Linked DNA regions of Mus musculus: all the other regions are linked to region 1. The links are chromatin contacts, called in public Hi-C, HiChIP or PLAC-seq and promoter capture Hi-C maps. All regions are on one chromosome and are shown on one strand. Each heading gives the region's core, a stretch centred on a gene start, on an enhancer-like site or on the middle of the called end of the contact. The rest is flanking DNA. Distances are from core to core; before and after follow the strand shown. Region 1 holds the start of Fggy (FGGY carbohydrate kinase domain containing). Region 2 overlaps Gm12694 (a long non-coding RNA gene). Region 3 holds the start of Plaa (phospholipase A2, activating protein). Region 4 has its middle 30 kb from the start of Jun.

What was found. Promoter capture Hi-C pulls out the DNA fragments that hold promoters and counts their contacts. A called contact is a pair of places that touch in the nucleus more often than the background predicts. HiChIP or PLAC-seq counts read pairs in DNA pulled down with a chosen protein or histone mark.
Region 2: a contact with region 1 is called in a promoter capture Hi-C map of liver, with 8 times the contacts expected there. The contact joins the enhancer-like site here to the promoter of Fggy in region 1. A contact is called at or near these places in 20 of 39 promoter capture datasets (the 3T3-L1 cell line, 3T3-L1-derived adipocytes, the C10 cell line and 15 more), 2 of 15 datasets of contacts at CTCF or cohesin (the NIH/3T3 cell line and large pre-B cells), 8 of 484 Hi-C or Micro-C datasets (CD4 T cells, bone marrow-derived dendritic cells, bone marrow-derived macrophages and 4 more), 5 of 115 datasets of contacts at active chromatin or transcription factors (the NIH/3T3 cell line, astrocytes, bone marrow-derived macrophages and 2 more) and 3 of 9 other capture datasets (adipose tissue, liver and macrophages).
Region 3: an H3K4me3 HiChIP or PLAC-seq map of embryonic stem cells shows a contact between it and region 1, with 4 times the contacts expected there. The contact joins the promoter of Plaa here to the promoter of Fggy in region 1. A contact is called at or near these places in 2 of 39 promoter capture datasets (liver and pre-B cells), 3 of 484 Hi-C or Micro-C datasets (CD4 T cells, pre-B cells and regulatory T cells) and 1 of 115 datasets of contacts at active chromatin or transcription factors (embryonic stem cells).
Region 4: a Hi-C map of bone marrow-derived macrophages shows a contact between it and region 1, with 20 read pairs. The contact joins the enhancer-like site here to the promoter of Fggy in region 1. A contact is called at or near these places in 11 of 39 promoter capture datasets (the C10 cell line, the HPC-7 cell line, HPC-7-derived erythroid cells and 9 more), 1 of 15 datasets of contacts at CTCF or cohesin (the NIH/3T3 cell line), 4 of 484 Hi-C or Micro-C datasets (CD4 T cells, the HPC-7 cell line, bone marrow-derived macrophages and 1 more), 4 of 115 datasets of contacts at active chromatin or transcription factors (bone marrow-derived macrophages, embryonic basal ganglia, embryonic hindbrain and 1 more) and 1 of 9 other capture datasets (liver).

The regions. Positions count from the first base shown.
Region 1 is chr4:95,556,022-95,559,098 of GRCm38.p6, reverse strand. Fggy (FGGY carbohydrate kinase domain containing) reads right to left here and starts at 1,592. Exons shown (of 16, transcript NM_001113412.1): 1 at 1,508-1,592. Gm40206 (a long non-coding RNA gene) reads left to right here and starts at 1,733. Exons shown (of 2, transcript XR_867942.1): 1 at 1,733-2,280.
Region 2 is chr4:95,003,842-95,006,877 of GRCm38.p6, reverse strand. The region is part of intron 2 of Gm12694 (a long non-coding RNA gene); the gene reads right to left. Among named protein-coding and RNA genes, the nearest start is that of Gm12694, 26 kb to the right of the region's middle. Within about 2 kb of position 1,442, at least 11 of the 459 cell types and tissues checked have an H3K27ac peak or open chromatin away from gene starts, as enhancers often do. A contact at or near this core is called in liver, where this site is marked.
Region 3 is chr4:94,601,990-94,604,691 of GRCm38.p6, reverse strand. It overlaps Plaa (phospholipase A2, activating protein), which reads left to right and starts at 1,445. Exons shown (of 14, transcript NM_172695.2): 1 at 1,445-1,815. The coding sequence starts at 1,667. It also overlaps a transcript of Ift74 not described here.
Region 4 is chr4:95,021,162-95,024,049 of GRCm38.p6, reverse strand. No RefSeq gene overlaps it. Among named protein-coding and RNA genes, the nearest start is that of Jun, 30 kb to the left of the region's middle. Within about 2 kb of position 1,584, at least 12 of the 459 cell types and tissues checked have an H3K27ac peak or open chromatin away from gene starts, as enhancers often do. A contact at or near this core is called in neural stem cells, where this site is marked.

The sequences.
Region 1 (3,077 bases), core at 343-2,842:
AATGGAATCTAAAATATACAGTTAATTGTATGTCAGTCACTACTACATGGGGCTGCTACTAACTACCCTGGCTGAGAACACCTCTCTGCCTGCGATCATCTCAAGAGTTAAATGATCTCTATGGCACAATCCAGACAAAGAACTATGTCAGACTCCCCTTCTGGCTGGGAGTTTAAAGACGGGGCTTTCCCCAACCTGGTGTTGTTGTTGTTGTTGTTGTTGTTGTTGTCGTCGTCGTCCTTAAAAAGGCTAATAATTGGCTGTAGTTTTTAGATAAAGGTTATAGAAAAAGAACTAAATTCCAGAAGACAAAGCCCAGCAAAATTCATGAGAGCCTGGATAAGAACCTGGCACCCTTCCCAGAAACACAGTGCTCCACCAACTGGGTTATTCCCTCCTCCTTACTTGCAAACTTTGACTTCCTAATCCTAAGCCACCCCCCCCCCTCAAAAAAAATCATCCATAGGCCCTCCTCATCCCCTATTTTCCACCCCAGACCCCATCAGTCAGGAGCAGTCCTCTGGGGCTCTTATTCATACAGCCAGGGCAGAAGCCTTTAAGTCAAGACCAAGCATGACAGCTGCATTAGAAGGAGACTCCAGAAGACAGACTAGCAGCACCCCCAGCTAGCAACAGAAAAGAGAAACATCAGGACTCACATAGCTCACAGTAAAGACGGGAAACCCTTTAAAAAGGACAAGAAAATGAAACAAAAGACAAATCTACAAATCCAGCCACAAACTCAGACTTTAATTCTTCCTTATGGATTTGCTCCCTAAAAGCACAATCCAATGGGACCTTTTGAATTGACACACACACACTTGATCAAAAAAGAGTCAAACTTGGCCACAGTTTGCCCTTTAACTAGGAGAAGAAATTCGAGCTAAAATGTAAGCAGTGCTCCAGTGAATGGACCAGTGACAGAGGAGTTCCCCCACAGTGTGTGTCTCCATCCTGAAATGGTCATGAAGTTCATAAACATGGAAAGATCCCCCTATACCCTTCCTGGCCTGCAGCCCTGTAACAAGACAGATGGCATTATCCCATTTAAACTGAAGTACGCACCAAACACTATCTCCAGATGCTCAGCTTCTATAGCCTTAAACAGCACCAGCCTTGAAACGCTTTTACATTGCCAAACTTGAAATCAACGACTTAAAATGTTTAGAGAATTGTCCCCAAATTGGGGTGCGGGGCGGGGGTGCATTGCAAAATTCTCTTTTCTGGGAGAAAGAAAAAACACTTTATTTAATTAACTGTACACTACTCAGAGAGATAGGGCCTTAGGCCCCAGACATCTGTAGGGCAGTCATTGGGATGCAGTAAAGGCCTCTCCCTTGGGCAAGACACCTCACCCAGAATACACAAGAAACTGAAAGGCCAACCAGTGGCCTGGCTGTGAGACCCAAAGGTGAAGGAGGGAAACATTTAGCAGGCTAGAGAAGCTTTTGGGGGGAGCTGGCTAAGAGCCTGCGTGCCTGCAAGAACCCCTGGGAGGGTCACTTACTTGTCCAATATGAAATCACATTCTAGCTAGCAGGCCAGCAGGCCACCATGCACAGCCGCACCGCACCCAGCAGGGCGGTCCAAACAAGCTGTGACTCCGCCCGCTTCAGTCCAGCCCCTCCAGCAACCCTTGTAAGGAGCAACCTGATTGGTCCTTTGAAACGGGCACCGTGAATGGCCAGTACTTGTGAGCCCTGCTCCTCCCCACTGTACTGTAAGTCTTGGGTTTGCATTTCAAAATCCTTTCGCTGCCTGGATTTTAAAGATGCCCAGGCAACAGAGACGGCTCAATCTAAGCAATCCCCTCTGAGCGCCAGCTAACCTAGCCAACCTACAGTATGTGGTGGATATTTCCTGTTAAATCGCCCTCGGCTGAGCACCAGGATTGCTATGGGCTTCAATTCCTTGAACCCTTTATACCTGGTGCTTTTCAGGAACTCTCACACTTTATGCTGTGGTCGAGGCTTTGAGGTAGAGACGACACCGTAAATCTAAAAGATAGATGACCCCTGCCTTTGAGAAGTTGACATACCAGTAAGCTACATGGACTCTCGGTACCCTCATCGCTAGATACTGAGAGTCCAAAACCGGTTTGGCTTTTTTTTTTTCTTTTTTTTCTTTTTTCTTTTCCTGGGGACTATTCCAAGGTTGCGAAAACCAACCCTTCTCGATAACAGAGACTTCCTTAGTCAGACCTAGTGTGTTTATTATGTTAAGACTAGTATCCACATGACCTGAGAGTAAACGAGTGATCGATCTCTCTCCGTCATCCAGGTAAGAACTCGGTGAGGCTGAGGCCACAGGATTAGTCCTGCACTCTCCTGGAGGTCTTGGTTTGGATTTATTTTCCTCTACACAAGCAGTGTTCAACCTTCTTTGGTGACCTATATCAGATATTTACATTATGATTCATAACAATAGCAAAAGTAGATATGTGAAGTAACAAAAAATATAATTTTATGGTTGGGTCACAACAACCTGAGGAACTATTATAAAGGGTCTCAGCATCCGGACAGTTAAGAACCTAACTGTTAAGATCTACACTATGATTGCATTTCCAGCTATTCAAAAAATTGTCTGCACAGTCTCAGATCTGTTACTTAGTCATGTGGACCAAGCATACAACGGGAATTATAATATTAAGACCTGGTTGTCTTTCTTTCCGGAGCACTATGAAGAACAAATTAAGTACCAGACATGTATATGTTTTGCAAAAGTTTGGATGCTTAATACACATGCTACATTGGCTCAGCTCTTCCTTAATGTATCCCAGAAATGCAACGCGCCTGTTGCCTCACAGTCTATGGCTTGGGTGGGAACCTGAAAGGTCTCCTCGTTGCTAAACATAAACTAGTGTGTTGGCCTTTGTGGATAGCTGTTTCTCGTCTTTGCTGTATTTGAGTTTTTATTTGAGTCCTCTTAAATAGCATATGACCAGTAGCAAAAATAGTGTTGTGGCTGGGCCTCCAGCAGCCATTTTAAACAATAAAAGGACCTTGGGATAAAAGGCACACAGAGGAAAGAAACACGGTGAAAGAAAGTGAGTCCCTAATGCTGTGTACACCAGACCA
Region 2 (3,036 bases), core at 193-2,692, 550 kb after region 1:
GTTGGGTTGTGGTGGGACTTAACCCTCTTTCTACCCTTTGGGCCCAGAGTTCACTAGAAAGACTAACAATTGATATCGCCTCTCAGTTTTAGATAAGGACAGACAAAATTACAGCCATTGGTCTTTTGTTTTCTTTCTTGATCTTTTCTTTGTCTCTCAGTGATATTGTGGCCTTTTTTTTCCTTTTTTTTTTTTAATTTTCTTTTCTTTCTTTCTTTTTTTTTTTTTTTCTTCTTTTCTTTTTTTGAGACAGGGTTTCTCTGTGTAGCCCTGGCTGTCCTGGAACTCACTCTGTAGACCAGACTGGCCTTGAACTCAGAAATCCGCCTGCCTCTGCCTCCCAAGTGCTGGGATTAAAGGCGTGTGCCACCACGCCCGGCCTTTGTGGCCTTTTCTCTTCTGGTCACACAAGGTTCCTACAAACTTCGTCTTTTAACCATAAACTGTAAAGGACTGACATCAGAAATCTTGGGGGCAGGACACGAGCATTTTCTTTCCTATCACGTGTGGTGCTAGGGGTTGAGCCAGGGGCCTCATACGTGATGGGCGAGCATCCTGCCACTGACATGCATCCCCCCAGAATTTTTGTTCTTTACTTAAAAAAAAATTTGAACAGGGTGTTGCCAACTTGTCCAGACTGACCTTACACTCACCCTGTAAACCAAACAGCTTGAATGCACATGAAGCCCTGATAGGCATTGAACTTCTGATCCTTCTGATTCACTCAGGAGCTGGAACTACAGTCCTGCACTACCAGGCCTTGCTGGATCTTTCAAAGGTCCATCGTGAGACTTTCATTTCCATTGTAGATAACTGAAAAGCACAAAATAAGCTATAACAGCGTAGAAGGGCATCACCCAAATGACCATCACTGACATTATTTCCTACATTTGATTCCTCTGATTATAATTTATTTTATTTTTAAATACATATGATCAAGCCAAACCCTGCTATTTCATTTATGATTACTCAAAAGACATAGTTATATCAAGATCTTTATTACAACCATATTTAATCATATAGCTATTATATTATACTGAATAAATGCATCATACTTTATCTTTTCTCATATCTTGGACATTTCCAATATTTTGGTAGTATAAACAATGCTCAAATCTAAAACTTTCTATAAATATTTCAAATGTAAACAAATGTTGTGCACAAAGATGTTGGTTGTGACCTTTAATTTTCTACCTATCCCCTACCCCCAACATGCTCATGTCCTCTTGATCTTTATTGCACAATCCCAAGTCTCATGACGTGGCCTGAGCCATTCACTCTCTGGAATACTCATGAACTCCACTCATCTTTCTTAAAAGACGATCTTAAAAGCAAGCTCCATTGTTCTTTGCTTAGGACTGCTCCCTTCTCTGCTCTCTAAGACTTCTCGTCCTGGTCTCACCACCATTCTCTCTAATTGCTCTGTTAGATTGAGCAAAGCAAACATTTGGTTAATCATTTGGAAAATTGGTCATCACACTGCTGGCTGACTGGTATAATGGAGGTGGTCTAGTGTCAGAGCTAAAATCATTACTGAAGATAACACAGTTACTCATGCGTGTGTGTACAACCCGTCTACACGCTACCCTGTAAAGTCATTCTTTTTTTCTGTTTTTCTTTTTTTTTCTTTTTTTTTTTCTGGATGAATGTTCTTTGTTCTTGTAGGTTATAGCAAAGAAAGAACCCAGAGTCTAGGGCCCATTCTAATTCCACTCCCATATTCTACTAGATTTGGAGCAAAACTCTATGCTGGGCATCAAGTTGAGCTCTGAAAGTATACAACCAACCTAACAAGAAAGAGAGAGAGAGAGAGAGAGAGAGAGAGAGAGAGAGAGAGAGAGAGAGAGAGAGAGAGATTTGTATACAGAAGGCAAGCACACTAACAGAAAAGTGAAACAACCTGTATATGCATATGCCTATATGGCTACATAGGGTATTGGTTTAGGGAAATAAGGAATTAAACAAGACAAATGGTCCATATTGAAGAGACAGAAGAAACTGAGTGGAAGGGGAAGGGCAGAATTGAAATATGGAGGAGTATTTGAAGGTCAACAGATTGTCCCTGGGTGGAGCAGAGAGGAATGTATCAACCAGATAGCACAGAAAGGGACCTCCTTCAGGCATCAGAGTCATGCCATTGGGTGATATGAAGGTCAAAGTAAATAAGTCAAAAAATATGTGAAAACATGTAAAAAAAAAAGTTTAGGGTTATGGCCAAACTCACCTGCACCCAGCTAAAGGCAACTGCGCTACATCACAGCCCAGAATCACCAGTGCTTGTCTAAGGTCTCCCTGTAGCATGGACATTTGAAGTCCAGGAAACTACATCTTGCAAAATTTATATTCCCAGCATGCATTCATTTCCTAGAACTGCCATGACAAAATACCACAAGTTGTCCAATTAAGCAACAGGAATTTATTTTCCCACCGTCCTGGAGGCTAGAAGATGTAGATTAAAGGGTTAGCAGGGTGACTTCTTCTGACGCTTCTCTTCTCCTGTGCAAGAAGTCCTGCCTTCCATGCCATAGTCTAGAATGACACCGTATTTCTGGACTAAGGCCCACCTGACTCATTTCTTGCTACCTGTATTACCTTTTTAAAAGCCTTATTGGTGAATCCAGTCGCATTATGAGGTACCAGGGGATCAGGACTTCCCCATAGGGATTTCAGACGTATATTTCAACCTCTAACAATGAATTTCTGGATGACAGCCACACATTATTTCTATGATGTGTCACCTGACATAGAGGAGTCACTCAGTAAATAACCATTGAATCAGCCGTCGAGTCTCCAGATACTGTTAGGTATCCCTGTGTCTCCAAACACTCCCATCACCTGGGGAGCCTTCCCTCCCCCTCAGCACTTTGTCTCAGGGCCTTGTGTCCATGGGCAGAATCCTAAGCTTGCCCATCCTTTGTTCTTAACTGATAAGGAGAACCTCTACTCATCTGCCACAACGTGACTTAACTATCAGATTGTCAGAGAAGAAATGAGCATAGTTATGCAAAGTTACCTCACCTCAGTTTAAGCCCAGGC
Region 3 (2,702 bases), core at 196-2,695, 950 kb after region 1:
GAATTCTTCCTGTAGCCAGAATGACCTAGACCTCATTAGATAGGCTATGCTTCATTCTCATGATCCTCCTGCATCAGCCTCTCATAGCACTAGTTTTTGTTTGTTTTAGGAATCTAGAAACAACAACTTCAAACATGGTATGTTCAGAGAAAGATGGCAAATTCAATATGGCTGAGGCAGACACACACCTAAGGGAAAAGACCTTAGCAAAATAAATTAGGGAAATGGGGAAGGCCTTATACAACAGTGTATTCTCAAGAACGAAAAGCTGTTGGGGCTGGAGAGATTACTCAGTGGTTAAGAGCACTGGCTGCTCTTCCAGAGGTCCTGAATTCAATTTCCAGAAACCACATGGTGGTTCACAACCATCTGGAATGGGCACCCGATGCCACTTTCTGGTGTGTCTGAAGGCAGCGACAGTATACCTACATTCATGAAATAAATCGACATAAAAAAATAAATAACGAAAAGCTATTGGGGTTACCGAACAAAGTGGAATAATACATTTCAGAGCTAAAGTCAAGAGAAACACACACACACACAGAGGAATAGTGATTTCAAGCCTAGAATGAAAGTTTTAAGAAGAGTGAAGAAAAACACACAAATTGGATTTGGCAACTTAACAAAGGTTTGTGGTGTGATGGATGCCGTGCTACAATACGGAAAGCTAACTTTACTACAATGTAGACTGACAATCTCAATGCAATGTAGTGAGACTCCTACCTACACCATCGGGGTTTGGCTAAAAATATATATTCTCACCTGTAATTTCAGAGTTCAGAGACTGGAGCAAGGAACCACGAGTTTTAGGCTAGCCCGAGCTACCGTAAGACCTTTTAAATAATTAAAGGCATTTTCTGCTTCACCTTAGACCTTCTGCGCCAAACCTCGGGCAAACAGTGGTCACGTTAGGGGAGAATGGGCACCCGATCATTCTGCAAAATCTGGTATTATAGGGGGTAGCTTGAGGTGAAGGCAAGTTCATTAAAAGTTCCCACTTTGGCTTCAGATTCAGTCATCTTAAATGAAAAAAAAAACAATTAACTGATGAAAATCTTGGGAGACTCTCCAGAATCAAGCAGAAAATGGGCAAACAAATCGTGGCGTAAGGCAAACAAGCAATTTTGCTCTACTACTCAGAGTAGTCAAACGAGCACCTAGATTTAAAACATCCGGATTCAGCGCGCCGGCGAGTCACTCGGGACGCTCGGCATTGTGGGATTTGTAGTTCCGATTTACCCTCCTCCAACTACTACAGATTTTCGGTTGTTCTCTGAAATGGACCGGGTTCCGACCGGACCCAGACCTCCGGCGCCTACGCAGAATTTCCTGATCTCACCGTCCCTTCTTCGGCCGGCGATCCAGGGCGCAGAAGGATAGAGGGCCCGGTCCGTGATGCTCAGCAGCCCGACGCACACACTCTGCGTCACCGCGGGCCGCGGCGGATGATGAATTCCGGCGTGTGTGTTAGGGTTGCTGTGTCACTCAGGCGGCTCGGCGCGCCCCTTCCCCCGCGGTCCTTCCGCACCGGCTGACTGGCTCTTCCGGTCTCCGGCGCCCCTCTCCTGCAGGCGGGTCTCGGGCCGCAGCCTGGCGCACGCCGGCTCGGGCCTGTGGACGAGTCTCGCGCTGTGCCCGGGGGCCGGGCTCCGGATCCACGCTGGCCATGGCGAGCGGCGCCTCCAGATACCGGCTGAGCTGCTCGCTCCCGGGCCACGAACTGGACGTGAGGGGCCTGGTGTGCTGCCTCTACCCGCCGGGAGCCTTTGTGTCTGTGTCCCGGGATCGGACCACCCGCCTCTGGGCTCCAGACAGGTGAGCGCTGCTAGTCCCGCCGCCCGCGGGTGGACCACAGGCTTGCAGACACGTGGGAGGAGTGACCCTCCTTCCCTGCCCTGAATCTCTCCCTCTTCCTGGTGTCCGCGCTGCTCCTGCCTCCCTGCCGAGTCCCGAGCTTTGGCTTTTCGGGCGCTGTCTGTGAAACCGACAAGATTTCGGGGGAATGAGTATGGATAGGATTGGAGGACCTGGCTGGCTGTCCTAACTTGACCACTAACGGGCGACTTGACCTTGGACGAGCATCTTAAAACACCTTAAGGGCCTTCAGCTTTGGCAGATAACCCCTTAGGTTTCTTTTAGTCTTTAGTATTTATTGCTGCTTGCGCCCTCCCAGTTTCGGCTCGATGAAAACTTCTGGCTTGCCCCTCGGGCTCCGATCTTAGGAGTTGCTCTGTAGTCATCCCTCAGATTTAAATTTTTGAAGACTATAATTCTCAGTAATTGCTTTACAGAGAATTACACATGGTGTCCTCTCTTGGTTGTCCAAGTTATAGTCTGTTTGGGGAGGAGAGGATGAACCTCCTCAAATGTTATCGTTGTGTAGGAATGTTCTGTTTTTTCGAGGAGGAAAAATTATCATTGCTTTGAAGTTCTGCCTTCAATTCCCCCCCACCCACCCACCCACCCACCCACACACACTCCACCACCACCAAAAATAAATAAATAAATAAAATAACCAAAAAGTTAAAATCCAGCCCAAATCAATATCAGAGGTTGCGTTTAAAGCCCTGATTAGTCGAAAATTTTATGACAGCAAACAGGCTAGTGATTTTGGGAAGGTAAATTGAATTTAGATGATGAGATACATATATATGTATTTCCTGGGGAGAAAGACATCACTGACAGGAGGACAGGTGCTCTCT
Region 4 (2,888 bases), core at 335-2,834, 540 kb after region 1:
CCTGTTGTGATGGTACATAAAGAACCAAGACAGAAGTCTGTGAACAGCTCCTGACCTGGAATTTAGAAGACTCAGATTCTGATCAGCTTTGCCAATAAGTCACTTTGAGTCACTTTCAGCTGACAATTAACTTCTCTCTCACGTCCTCAGTGGGTCACTTCAGTTCCTAAATGACACAGTTGAGTCCAATCTAAACTCCATGAAGGCACGGGCTTGATTCACTGCCATCTGCCCAGGGCCTCGAGCCAAGCACACACACCAGGAAGAACTCAACATACTTGTTTAACACATGAAATGGCTTCAAAGTGACTAACAGCAAACAGAGGAGTTGATTCAATCAGTTCCAAAAATCTCAAGTTTTTTCTTCCCTTTCATTAGCAAGATGAGTAAAAATCCCAGCTCATCTGGCTCTTAGCAACCGGTGCTCAAAAGCTGTTCTGGTTGGGTGACTGGCCAGCTGTGCGTTCTTCTATGTGCTCTACTATTATCACGTCACTATCACTCCCTCGTTGCTGTCACACGCAGGGCCTCTTGCTCAGATCCACCCGCTCAGCTCTGCTCACTTGTTGCTGAAAACACGCAATCCCTCCTACGTCTGTCTACCCAGCTTGCTTATGCAAGGTAACGGGAGAATGCACATCCTCCAGAAAAGTTGGGAGTCTTAACAGGAGTCCAAGTCTGCAGGGAGCAAGGTTAGATGGTCATCTCCACACATGCCAACCTGAGACTTGTAACCATTTTCTAGAGTCTTCTATGGTTCATTTCATTGTGCAGTGGATAAAGAAAATCAGTTTGTTTGTTTTTTTAAGGAGACCAATCACTACAATTGATTAATCAGCTTCTGTCCAAAAGGTTTGCACAGTCCTCATCTTCCCCATGGTCCTCTAGGCAGCCACTCATTTTACCAATAAGAAAAGTGAGACTCAGAGTGTTGGTGAACTTTCCAAGGTAATACAAGCAGCAAGTGCAGCAAGCAAGACTCCACGGGACTTCCAATTTGATTGCAGCATTGAGATTTTCAAAGCCTAAAAAGTCTTGAAGCTCCACTAAGACTAACACGGTGAGTAGAAAGCAGAGTAGCAATCACAGGCCATCTAGTTCCTTCCCCACTCTGTGTCTACCCCTAAAATTGAAATGACCTCTTTCCCTCTTGCTCCAATACAGACGGCTGGCAGCAAGGCTGGGTTATGAGATGTTTGGCAATTACTTGGTGAGTTGAAGTTCAATTGCAATGGACCTTTCAGCTTGTTCAGTCCAGCCTTCATCTAGATGGCAAGCTGACGCACAGATATCTTCAGAAGTTCACCGAGCTACTCAGTAAGAGAAAGATTCTACCATATGTACTACAAAATTCTATGCCGTTCTAAAAGAAAGAAAGAAACAAAGGAAGGAAAAGACAGGTGATAACACCCGATTCTATGTCCCTGGCTATAAAGATTAAACGAGATAGTGACTTTATGGTGCTCACACTGACACGAGATAGGCTCTGCACATGTCTGATGCTGCTGACGCTGCCCCCACCCCATCCCACAAACCTCAGTCAGTAGACTGAGCAATGGCTCTTGCTTTATGTAAGTATTAAGTAAACCAAACAAGTTCTTGAATGTGACTAAGCTTTGTGCAAACACTACCTTTAATTTTCTGAGGTGGTCAGGTGTGGCATTTCAGACGTTCCCAGGTGATTTTTCCAGGTGAACAGTGAGTGAGTGAAGTCTAGAGCTTCTTCTGGCCCTGGCTTCTCATCATTACAGAGATTTGAAATGGGAGAAAGAAGAAATATGACCGGGAAAGTGGTCACGGGGAAAAAATTCATGTCTGTGTGTTTTAAAACCGTTTTAACTTCTTTTATTCCAGGCACTTTTTGAACCTTGCTAAAGCTACACATCCCTGTGCATTCCAGGGAAGGATATTGATTAGAAGGCCACAGAGGGACTGACCCCAGCTAGGCTGACCCCAGCTGGGCTAGGTTCCATCAGAAGGCTGATGCTTACAGGTGGAAGGCTCATGATCAGGGAGGGGACGGCATGCCCAGTGTCTGGAGCCCAAAGAACTGGGGACTTTGCACAATATAACACATACTTGGGCGACATATTAAATGATATCCACTTAAGGGAACCCTGGAGGCTCCATGTCTGAGTCACCAGAGTCGCACCAGTGGGAGGACCAACACTTCCAAACTACACGTTTTCAGGATGGAAACCAATCTTGCCCTTTATTCCTTCTTCCAGACTCCAAGTTTCAACATACTTTTAAAAGGTTTTACCATCACATCAGGAGGATCGAGTGGGAGGTGAGGAGGAAGTAGAAACAGGTTGCATAGACACATCTGTGGGAAGCTTGCTTGTGAAGAGAGAGGGAGGGAGGGAGAAAGGAAGGGAGAGAGAGAGAGAGAGAGAGAGAGAGAGAGAGAGAGAGAGAGAGAGAGAGATTGTACAAAACCAAAGAAGAGATGTAATTCAAGGTTTTTCTCTTACCTTTTCAAAAAGAGACATGATAATGTTTGTTTTAAGGTAGAAGAGGCCAGAGTCTATCTAAATGCTTTCAGGCAGAGGACTATGAAAGGAAAAGATCAAATAGTGAGAGCTGAATCAATGGCCTCAGGTCCCTAACAAGACAAGAAGAGATGGGTCCAGTGCTAATAGGAGAGAGACCTCTATTCTGTCATGACAAGAGGAGAGAGAATAAACTAGGGAAGAAGGGGACAGCCATCTTTCCAAATATGAACATACTCAGTGGGCCTATACACACACACACACTGAATATTTGTGGCTGCCCCCAACACTCTACAGTACTTCCCTGAATTTGATTCTCAAACCTGTCCTGCAAAAATGAGCATTGTAGCCTTCATTTTATGGATGTGTCAACAAAATCCAAAGGTCATTAGAAAT